Linked DNA regions of Mus musculus: region 1 is linked to region 2. Evidence: chromatin contacts called from public HiChIP or PLAC-seq data. All regions are on one chromosome and are shown on one strand. The core of a region is the stretch at or near the end of the contact, and the rest is flanking DNA. Distances in the headings are between cores, read along the strand shown.

Region 1 (5,119 bases), core at 2,033-4,532, 59 kb after region 2:
ATTGGCATGCAAATTGTTCTGAGGGAAATTCTTATTGCTTCTGAGACCCTGTCATTCTGAGTTATTTGACAGTTTAAGGGAAATCATAGTTGTTTTTTTTTTTTTATTTTATTTTAAAGACATAAATAATAGCCTGTGCAGTGTGCTGTGCAGAAATAAGTAGAACCATTTCATTTAAACTCTGGTGAGCTTTTAATTGCCTGGATTGCATTGTGAGAAGGCCTGCCGGTTGATTGCATCTATTATGTTCCCTTGTTCTGTGCCATTCATCCGCACAGTCTTAGCTTCAGTAGTTAACACAACAAAGTAACCACAACTCCACAACACATAGGAGCTTAAAAAATAACCAGAATAACGAAAGATGTGCAGTGCTCAGGCACTGTGGGCTTTTTTTTTAAAAAAAAAAAACATGTATGTATTATTTGGACTGATCACGCTGAATGAATGGAGAACATTCCTTCCCCTTTCAGAAGATTTACAGAGCACAATTTGGGAGCCGAGGAAGGGGGCTCCATCCAGAAGGGCTTTTGGAAGAGAGGATGCAAAAATTGGGTCCGCAGGTTTCGCAGCTGGGAGCAATGACATAGATTAAAAGAATTTGGCCAACACAGCCTTCCCACTGCCAAGAGTACCAAACAAAAGATTGTCTCTCCTCCTGCCCATCTTCCTCCCACTCACGCACCTCCCCCCAACCCCCTGTGCTCCCCCAACCCAGATTGCAAAACTGGATTGGGCCTAAAAGCTTGTTTCTCTCTGTTCACTGGCCCAGAGCACCCCTACAGGCTGCAGCCCCCTAAGGGGAAACAGTGTAAATATATGTCCCCAAATCTCTGGTACCGGAGCTGCTTAACTCTGTTCTGCCCCTTCAACTCCCAACCCCCTCCGCGTCCTTCCACCACCCTCCCCTTTTTGAGCAATGGAGCTGGAAACCAATTTGATTCCCTTTTTCTCCAATGCAGCTGCAAGGCTCAGAGATACTGACATTTCCCCACTCTTATCAGTTTAATTACAGTTACCATGGCAGCAAAGTGCTAGTGCTTGGCAAAGGCCAACAAGAGATTTGCAAGACTGGGTTCAATTTTGATGCAGCTCACATGCAAAATAAAAAAAAAAAAATAAGAAACATACATACACTCTAACAAAGAATCTCCTTGCGGAGTTTATGATCCAACCTTTTGTGGCTGTGTCTTTGCAGCCACGCAGGGGTGGTTTTGCAAAGAATGTACCAGGATTTTTGGCACCTAGCGAGATTAATTGGTCGAAAGCAGCAGTCTTTAAAAGCAGCAGCAACAATATTATTTCATATCTTCCTCAGGAGAAGAACGGGCAGTCTGTGGAGCTAGCCACGAGTGCCTAGCGGCCCGAGAAAGTGCCTCTGTGATAGAAGGTAACCTTACCAAAACTTTTCTCTTGTTTCTGCATGAGTTGACTGAGGCGTGCCTGAGTCGCTGCAGCTTCGCATGGAGCACCAAGCCCGGAGGCAGAGAGTAGAAAAGGGAATCACTCGGATCTGGGGCCCAAGCGTGGATCTGGTGAGCAGCATGCAGGGCCCAGGATCCACTATTGTGAAGCCACTTTGGGAGCTGGGGTCTAGTGGCTAGGGAGGCAGGCAGTGGGGGAAGGGACGAGGGAGCGTGTAAAATGATGGCGAATGACAAAGCCACATGCTTCCCTCACTCTGCCTGTAATCCTAAAATCCCAGCGGCCCCTTTTAGCTTCCTAGTAACAAATGGATTTGATTAAACCGTCACACGCAGTGTTAGCATAGCATATCGTGTTCGGTATGAAAAAGATCATAAATCTGACTTGTGTTTCATAACAGCAATCTGAGTAGCCCCGGTTAAAATGTGCTGAATCTCTCTCTCTCTCTCTCTCTCTCTCTCTCTCTCTCTCTCTCTCTCTCTCTCTCTCTCTCTCCCTGTTAAGATGCAGACACTTGGGTACAAGGAACCTATGTCCACTGAACACGACACAGTCACTTTTGCAACACACAGAAGCAGTGTTTTGATATTAAGGTTGCATTGGGAGAAGCAGGGGTGTAGACAAAAACAAGGTTGTAATTTCAACTCTTTCTTGGGGGTGGCAGGCATACATTTCATCAAGCAGGTGTAGAAAGGTCTGGGAAAATACCCAAGACTGATATCACTTCCCTTAGCCTGGTAGCAACACCCCGCCCCCAACCTTTGCAAACTGTCCCAACCCCTCTTCCAGAGTCAGGGTGTGCGAATGTTGCAGCTCCCAATGAACTTTGTCTATTATGCACTAGACTCCTACTTGAGATGTTGCGTCGCGCTGCAGCCGCGCGCTCCACTCTCTTCCTCCGGCATCCACGTCTTCCGCCCCACATCTATTTCATGTCTCATCACAAAAATAATGATGCCTCCCATGATTTAAACAGAACCAAACAAACACAAAACCCTCTCTGCAGACCTGCAGCCCGGTGAAAGTTGCAGTGGTGGTGGGGATGGTTCGGGTGCAGCTTTACTTTATGCCTTCTTGGGAGAGGATGGGGAAGAAGAAGAAAAAAAAGCCACCCAACATCCGCACACGCACGCGCGCACCAGCAGACATACACAGCACAAATAAGCCGACGCGTGAGTACACAACCCCTGACTTACCTTCTCAATTAAGCGATACAGGGGAGGGTGTTCAATGAGCCCAGCGGCTGCTTGGTAGCGCTTCTCCTTGGGAAAGGTCAAAAAGAAACATTGTTTGAAAAAAAAAAAGGAAAAAAAAAAACCGGGGGGTAGAATCTCTCTCTATATATTTTTTTAAGTTTAAAATAATGAGGTCCTCCAGGATCCGCCAAGTACCAGTGTGGACCGCATGCGAGCCACAGGTGTCCTTCTTTTAGGCAACTGCAGTCCGGGGGATGTCTCTCTTGGTCCTGGCTCCTGACAACTTACCCCAGCAGTGTGCGAGGAGCCCGAGCTGAAGGAAGCCCTGGCTCTCAGCCGCAAAATGCAATCCCTTCCCAGCCAGACATAATACAGCCCAAGAAAAGGTCACCCAGTTATTACAGCGCCTCGGAGCCCAGGCAGCGCCTGTCAGATCCACAGTGAAGGCAGCTCCCTTCCGATTTAAGAGTATTTACCTCTCGCCCCCACCCCTCCCTCTTCTCTCTCTTCCTTCTCTCCCTCCCTCTAGCTGGCTCCCTTGCTCGCTAGCTTGCTTGAGCTCTCTCTCTCTCTCTCTCTCTCTCTCTCTCTCTCTCTCTCTCTCTCTCTCTCTCTCTCTCTCTCTCGCTGTGTCTCTGCTGTCTGTTCCGCAGCTCAGTCAAGTACAGCCGCCCTCGGAAAGTGCAAAAGCAGCCACGAGACAGATCCAGGCTTTGTTGCTAATTTCCCAGGGTGAAAATTGACAAGCCTGGGAGTGCAGTCAGCACAACCCATTGCATATGCTACTGACAAACGCTGGGGACATCCCCTCCCACCCATGCCTATCACACAGAGAATGTGACCTCTGCAGGACTGGACTCTGGAAGGACCCTACCTCCAGGACTCGCCCACAAGAAGAACTGCAAAAGAGCTCCAAAGGAGAAGGGTAGGGCTTCCTAAAATAACGGGGGCATTTTGGAATAGGATGGGGACTATGAAAGCAAATTGCCCTCTAAATCTGTTACTGACAGTGCCAGTGGAGGAAGTTAAAATAAAAGCCAAGGAATCAAAGTGCTACCAGGGAACACTGGAAAACTGCACAGCCCTCCTTTTAGTAAATGTCTGGGGGTGTCTGCAGTTTCCAGGGCTATGAATTCTGTTTAGAAACTCTCTGAAGTCCCTGTGCAGAATGCCTTGTCATGTAAACTCAGGCCAGGCAGTGCCACACACCCTTTCCTCTCTCTCGAATGGCCCCAGGAGTCAGACTGTGAACTTGTACCCCATACCAGGTGCTGAACCCAAAGTGGCCACTGAAACACACTTACTACAGATAGGTGAATACTTGACTTTGAAACCTGCTTCAGTGTTAGTCCCCAGGAAGCTGAGCCAGACTTCCAGGACTAAGCCGGTCCCCTGGCCACTTGCCCACCTACACCCTGCCTTCATACACTTATTTTAAGGCCTGGGTACATCCTTTTATTTTTGCCTCTAAATTTTTCCCATTACTCTTAACCTCTTCCCTGCACTCCGATGCTCTATAGGTCACTGGTAGCTTTAAACCATCTCCTTTTTCTAAGTTTTTAAACTTCAGCTATCGCCCACTTTGGTGTCTCTATCAAGGTCCTCTCAGCATCTCTCACAAAGCCTTGTCAAAAGGTTAAGCTTAAAAATAGTGCCAGTTTGAATGACACTGGATGTGATGCTCTCAGTGCCAAGACAGGATCAATTGTTGAACTACCCACCCACCCCAAAAAAACACTACCCACAAAACACCCTTCAAACAATACAGAAAAACTTTGCTACTTCTGTAACATCAATTTTAATATCTATCTATCTATCTATCTATCTATCTATCTATCTATCCGATCTATCAAATTATATATATATATATATATACATATATATATATACACACACACACACACACACACACACACTAAAGCAGTCCCCCTTGAATATTTATGTTAAATTATGCTTCCCTATATCCAAAGTCCTGGCATAGCCGGTCTAATTTATTTTTTAATCCCAACCTTCAGAAGGCTCCTAAGAAAATAGTAGGTGGCTTGCTTTCTTCTCCCTTTCAAAGACAACAAAACTCAGAACTAACCTGAAAAATACCGAAATTCACAGACAGGAAGATTACTGAGAACCCCTTCAGCTGTTCAGTCTATAAGCAGACTTCTTAAGTTTTGGCTTTTCCTGGCCCTAGTACTCAGGCGTGCGCGCACGCACACACACACACACACACACACACACACACACACACACATCCACACAGCTCCCTGCTTGTCCTACCCCACCCTCCAGCCAGATCTACTCTGAAAACACTCTGGTGTGTGTGTATGTGTGTGTGTGTGTGTGTGTGTGTGTTGCCTGTTATCTTTAGCAGCCAATGTACTGAGAAGAAAAGAGGGAGGGAGGGAGAAGTATGTGTGGGGAAAGGGAGAAATAAAATCAAAACAAATGGCACAGCTAATGAGGACAATTAAATTAATTATGTTCAAGGAGGATGAGGTTTTTTT
Region 2 (5,466 bases), core at 1,752-4,251:
AAACAGGAATATCTTTGAATTTAACATATTTTTCCTCCTTTCACAAAACAAGATTCTTTTAATTAAAAACATTTTTTAAAAGTTCAGTATGTGTAACTGTTAACACCTGCTATGTGTTACCAACAGATGTTTCTCACTTACCTAGGGGAACTGTTGTAATTATTCTGTAAGCATACTGGAATGGCATTTACCAAGATGCCTGAGAAAGTTTTGTTTGTGACTTTGTAGCATATTTGGTTGGTCTATTCTTTTTTTCCCCTATTTCCTTTTTGTTATCAAAAATCCACCTTGACTCATCTCAGCATTAGAAAACATTTCTAAATCTGGTATCGGGAGTGCATATATTAGTTGTGTGGATCTATAATTGAAATTAAATCTCATATATGCAAATGCATTGTAAGACTCACCTGTAAGTGTCTTAAGAGCTAACCCAGACCCTGTGCAATATGGAAGCCCTAAATCTTCATTTTAGATGCAAAGCTGCATTTTTTTTTCTTTTAGAAAGATAACATTCTTCTAAGAGCCCGGCTTCAAAGAAAACTGTACTGAAAATGAACACTCTTTATTTTTTTCCCAGGTCTTACAAGAAGCAGGCACTCTCGATTCTTCATTTATGATACTAATCACACAATTATCTACAGGCATGTGCTAAATATGAAACTGATTTTAGCCAAATAATGGCCCAATTGCAAACAATGAATAAGGAGAGAGCTCTATTCATAACCAATGTTTCAACCGAGCTTAGTAATAATCAAAGCAATCTGAGGGTGACTCATTAATTAATTGATGTTCTTTTTTTATTATGTGCTATTGAGTTAATGAGTAATTCGGGTGAGATAATTCTCTGAACACATCGATTACTTGAGATATTTTCTGAGTCTTTCACACCAATGACATGCTGAGTCGTTAGAAGAAGCGATTCATATTTGTGTGCTCATCATGGGTAAGTTGAAAATGAGTGCTAACACTCAAAAAGACATATTTAAAGGACAGGTACCAGAGGTCTGTCTCCTTGTGTCAGTAGGTAACCAAGTACACAAGGTAAGGCCTGACACACAGTAGGCATTCAGTAAAATCCAACGAAATAGTGACTCACACAATCCTTTGTTTCCTACAACCTTGAATGGAGTTAAAAATCACATGTAAAACAAAAATCATGTATAATGGTATTTTTAAGAAAAAGTAATGATGGAAAGGCTTTTGCTTAAATTGTGTTCTGTGTTAATGGCCTAGTACAATAAACATGCAGATTGTTTTTGCAACTTACTGAAATGAACACTAAGCATGTTTGGCCTGCCACATTTCTCTGAAACGGTTTAAGTGATGATTCACAGAGCGATCTGCCTAACGTGATAGTTAAAAGAGAACTGTTTGTGGCTGGATGTCTTACCAGAACTTCCATTGTCACCTCCCAGGTGCCACGTGTCTTCCCTGAAAACAGTGTTTACTGGAGCTTATGGTTTTGATTCTCTTTATAGAGAACTTGAAATTTGTCTGCTGACAGCAGCAACACAGTCACTTTCAGCAAGATCACTAAAAATATATGGACATGCACAAAAATCATAGCCAGAAATTCATTTCGGACAATTTTATTTATTTCTCACATAAGTACAATGGCAGAGAGCCTCCTCCTTCAGGAATCTCCAGCAGTCTCAGGGAAAGGAGCAGCTGCTATGGCTTCCTCAGGCTTGTTGGGATTTGGGTTTAGAGAGGGACATAAGGTTGCATTTTCCTGTGGACAGCACATGCTTTCTTCAGACCACCTTCGTCTTTGCCAGTTAAGCGCAATCAACAGTGATTGATTGTAAACATGAATCCAAATTAAACAAAAAATAATAATAATAAAAGAGTCCAGATCTTTATTAAGCAAGATGAAAGTGAAGTCACAAACGTTGGTCGTCCCTTAAGCTGAGCAAGCTGGTGGGATGGGGGTTGACTGGCCCCTCGTCAGAAGTAGCCTGCAGAGATGCTAGGAGGACAACTTCCCCAGCCTGAGAAATCAAAACTGTGGCAGGCGTCTGACCACAGCATCAGATACCATGACACAAGGGCTGCACAACACAAAGAGAAGAATTGAGGCAAAATCAGGGGCCCCGAGTTCTCAGCAAAACTAACTTAATGCTTCATGTCAAAAAAAAATGCTACTAACTGTGGCCAAGTAGCTGGGAAACACCTTACAGCTGGAAAATTACCCCTTTTCTTGGTTCACAATTTCATGGAGATTAAAGATAATCAAAAAAGATTAAGGCTTTAGCTTTTAATCCAGGTGAACAATTTCCCCCCAAATTAAGCCAAAGCAATGTAGATCCTGTTTGGTTTGGGCAAGGCAAGGATAGCTGAAGAGCTTTCAGAAACTGAGAAAAGTTTGTTTCCACCGACACACGTTTTGACCTGTCAGAGACAATCTGAAAACTCATTTTGATGGGAAAAACTGAGGATCATTTGAAAAATATGTAGACAGACTTTATGTAAAACCTTAAATAACTATTAGCAGGAACTAGCAGGGCTGTGTATTAGAAACTACTTCTTGCTTGCATCTCCCCCACACCCGCCCTCTGTATCTTCTCTCTTCCAGGTTTTGTTTTGTGTATTTTACTGTCATAGCTAATCACAAAGCAAGTTTGTGGGGCTGAGAGAGCAGTGAGGATCGTCTTGCGGACCACAAGAGGACAGCTTTGCAATTCTTCATTCTACCTCGAATTTGGGCATGTGGGAGTTTCACATTCTTCACAATGAGGCATTTACAAAATATGCTTATTATTCAATTTTTACAGAACCTTTTGTTTCTGCAAAAGGTGACATTAAGATCCTCATATGTTCTCCTAATAAACTCATGCTTCGAAATGACTCAAAGCCACACCAGCACCGATTTCAGATTAGATTTTGGCCCCAGACCAAGAATGTCGGGATGGCATTTAATCACCATCTGTAACAGGGACACTGGCTGGGGAAATGGTTAATACAAGTAACAGTGGGAGATATTTCCTGTACAACAATGGAGAACAAACTAAGTAAAACCGCAGTGTTGACTTTTCTTGGGAGCAAATACGGTACACTGTGTCTGTATGGAGTGGGTTTGCAAAGTGGTCTCACTGCACAATGCAAAATGAACAGAGTGTGAGCAGAAGAGGAAGCTGTATTCTTGGTTTTATTTCCTTAATTGCAATTTAAGTAATCATTTCCCACAGTTTCTGTTTCTAGAACATTCTTCTTCATCAGCTATCATTTAAATAAGGGGGAAACACCATTAAAAAACAAAATGAAATAATAATAATAATAATAATAATAATAATAAAGGGGATAGATTTTAGCCCAAGTGTTACATAATCTGAGTTGGAAGATGGCAGTGATCAGGAGGGACCGAGGAAGTGTGACAGCAAATTCAAAGTGTTTTAAAGATTAAAGTAAATGGCAGGCGAAATACATCATCACCAAGCAGCTCTCAACTTTTTACCAATCTCTCTACTTCTCTTCTCGGTTTCTGTACAGACAGTTCCAAGGCTGTGAGCAGATCCCAGGGCGACTCAGCCATCAGAATTTCAGTGGGCAGCATCCCGACTTCAGGAGACGCACCCTCAAGCCTGTTCCGGGCCATCAGCTCATTAACCACGGACACAAAGCCCTCATCTCCTAGGGAGAAATCTGGACAACATTTACACAAGAAGTTGAAAACTTTTAAATTATGTCGTGACTGGGGTAATACCGTTCTCATTTAGAATAACCCTTTGGAAGTTGTTCACATGCTACCCAAAGGCACTAGTTCAAATAGGGCGTGTGGCTGGAAAAACAAAAGTAGAATAAATCTAATAGTGATGGTAAGGAGCTCGGTAAAGGACATTGGAGGACGTCACTAAGCTTTAAAGTCATTTTAAGAATGGCACTTTTCACGTTGGCATAAAACGAAAGTGCTTTAAGCTGAAATCGTTATCATTTTTTAAAGCTGATCTTTAGCCCCCTGAAAATAGGGGGTTATGACAAGAACGCGGCGCTACACCAAGCTGTTGTAGCCGTAAGAAGCAGATGTCACTAACTGCTTTTTTGTTTGTTTACTTGCTTATTTTTGCCTTTCTAACGTCGATAGTCTTGCTTCATCTGTGTGTCATTGTGGAGGTTTGCTCTTCAATTCTTACTAGAAAGGTACAGCTCGCTGAAAATAGCTGGCAGACACAGAAAGCATAAATGTACAGTAAGTTGAAACACTGATTGTACTAAATGCAACAATACAAAGAAGCAAACCAAACACAAATGGTAACACAATAAAACTGTATTACATTTGTGCTTTGGATTTACAATACATTATATACAATAGTCCAAAATAAACATCTCATGCCAAGTGACACAAAAAAACGAATGGCAGGCAAAAAAATCCAGCAATATATACATTACTTCTCTCTTTAATAATGAACATTCAACTCTTGAACGGGGGCAATTTCACTACATACAGATGCAGTCCACCTTCTCCTCCACATGGCCATCCTGCTCACCTACCGCTACCCTATTCAGCAGGTTCCTGTGTCGATTGATTCTTATATACACGTGAGCAAAAAAGATAAAAGGATGTAGTGCTTTGCATTGTTGGGGAGACGCTGCTGCGGGCTCAGCGGACCTGGGGTGCATAGCCTTCTTTCATGAGGCCTTCCTCGTAGTCTGTCTGGCAAAGAATCATATTGTTCTTTAAGAAAAATTTGTCTCCGACACAAAATCTGAAAAGAAAAAGAATAAAGTGTGTTAAGACTACTTGAAATCCGAAAGACTGTCATGGGAAGTTACTTTCATCATGAAAGTTAAAATTGTTTTATTTGGCTAATTCACACGTGCATACAGTGTCTAAAATCACCTTCATATATGCATATTTTCTAGGATCGGCGAGGTAAATTTTTCGGCACCCACGTTGTTATCCCTCCTTTCCTCCCTTCTTAGTTTTTCCTTTCCTTACCACATTGGCGAGAAGGAATACTTGGGGCTGGAGAGGTGGCTCAGCGGTTAGGAACACTGACTGTTCTTCCAGAGGTCCTGAGTTTAATTCCCAGCAACCACATGGTGGCTCACAACCATCTGTAATGGGATCAGATGCCCTCTTCTGGTGTGTCTGAATACAGCTATAATGTAATTATATACATGAAATAAATATTTCTATTTTTTAAAAAAGAGAAGAAATCCTTGATCCATATATACCTGCAGTAGAGAAAAATTAAAACAACACAGATTCTTACTGGTCAAGTCCATGGTCCCATGCCTGCTGTCCAGTGGAAGAGGCGAGTGTAAGCCTGAGCCTGAGCTATCTTACTCTGCGGCAGATTCCCCAGTTAGGAAATGACAGTAGACATCACTACCTGGAGTGCTCCTCATTAAACCAAAGAGAGTAACCTGGATCAACTTCTTAATGTTGATGTGATTAAATAAAACCACCTAGCAGCAGCTAATTATGCATCTTAGTTTATAAAACACTGTTTAAAGTGCAAGACT

What was found. HiChIP or PLAC-seq counts read pairs in DNA pulled down with a chosen protein or histone mark.
Region 1: a contact with region 2 is called in an H3K4me3 HiChIP or PLAC-seq map of neural progenitor cells, with 44 read pairs. The contact joins the promoter of A830011K09Rik here to the enhancer-like site in region 2. A contact is called at or near these places in 1 of 39 promoter capture datasets (hippocampal neurons), 2 of 484 Hi-C or Micro-C datasets (cortical neurons and neural progenitor cells), 1 of 115 datasets of contacts at active chromatin or transcription factors (neural progenitor cells) and 4 of 9 other capture datasets (adipose tissue, embryonic stem cells, liver and 1 more).

Annotation. Positions count from the first base shown.
Region 1 is chr6:138,419,823-138,424,941 of GRCm38.p6, forward strand. It overlaps A830011K09Rik (RIKEN cDNA A830011K09 gene), which reads left to right and starts at 3,283. Exons shown (of 4, transcript NR_126073.1): 1 at 3,283-3,543. Lmo3 (LIM domain only 3) reads right to left here and starts at 3,208. Exons shown (of 4, transcript NM_001356306.1): 1 at 2,619-3,208.
Region 2 is chr6:138,361,345-138,366,810 of GRCm38.p6, forward strand. It overlaps Lmo3 (LIM domain only 3), which reads right to left. Exons shown (of 4, transcript NM_001356306.1): 4 at 1,574-4,703. The coding sequence ends at 4,598. Among named protein-coding and RNA genes, the nearest start is that of Lmo3, 59 kb to the right of the region's middle. Within about 2 kb of position 3,002, at least 3 of the 459 cell types and tissues checked have an H3K27ac peak or open chromatin away from gene starts, as enhancers often do. A contact at or near this core is called in neural progenitor cells, where this site is marked.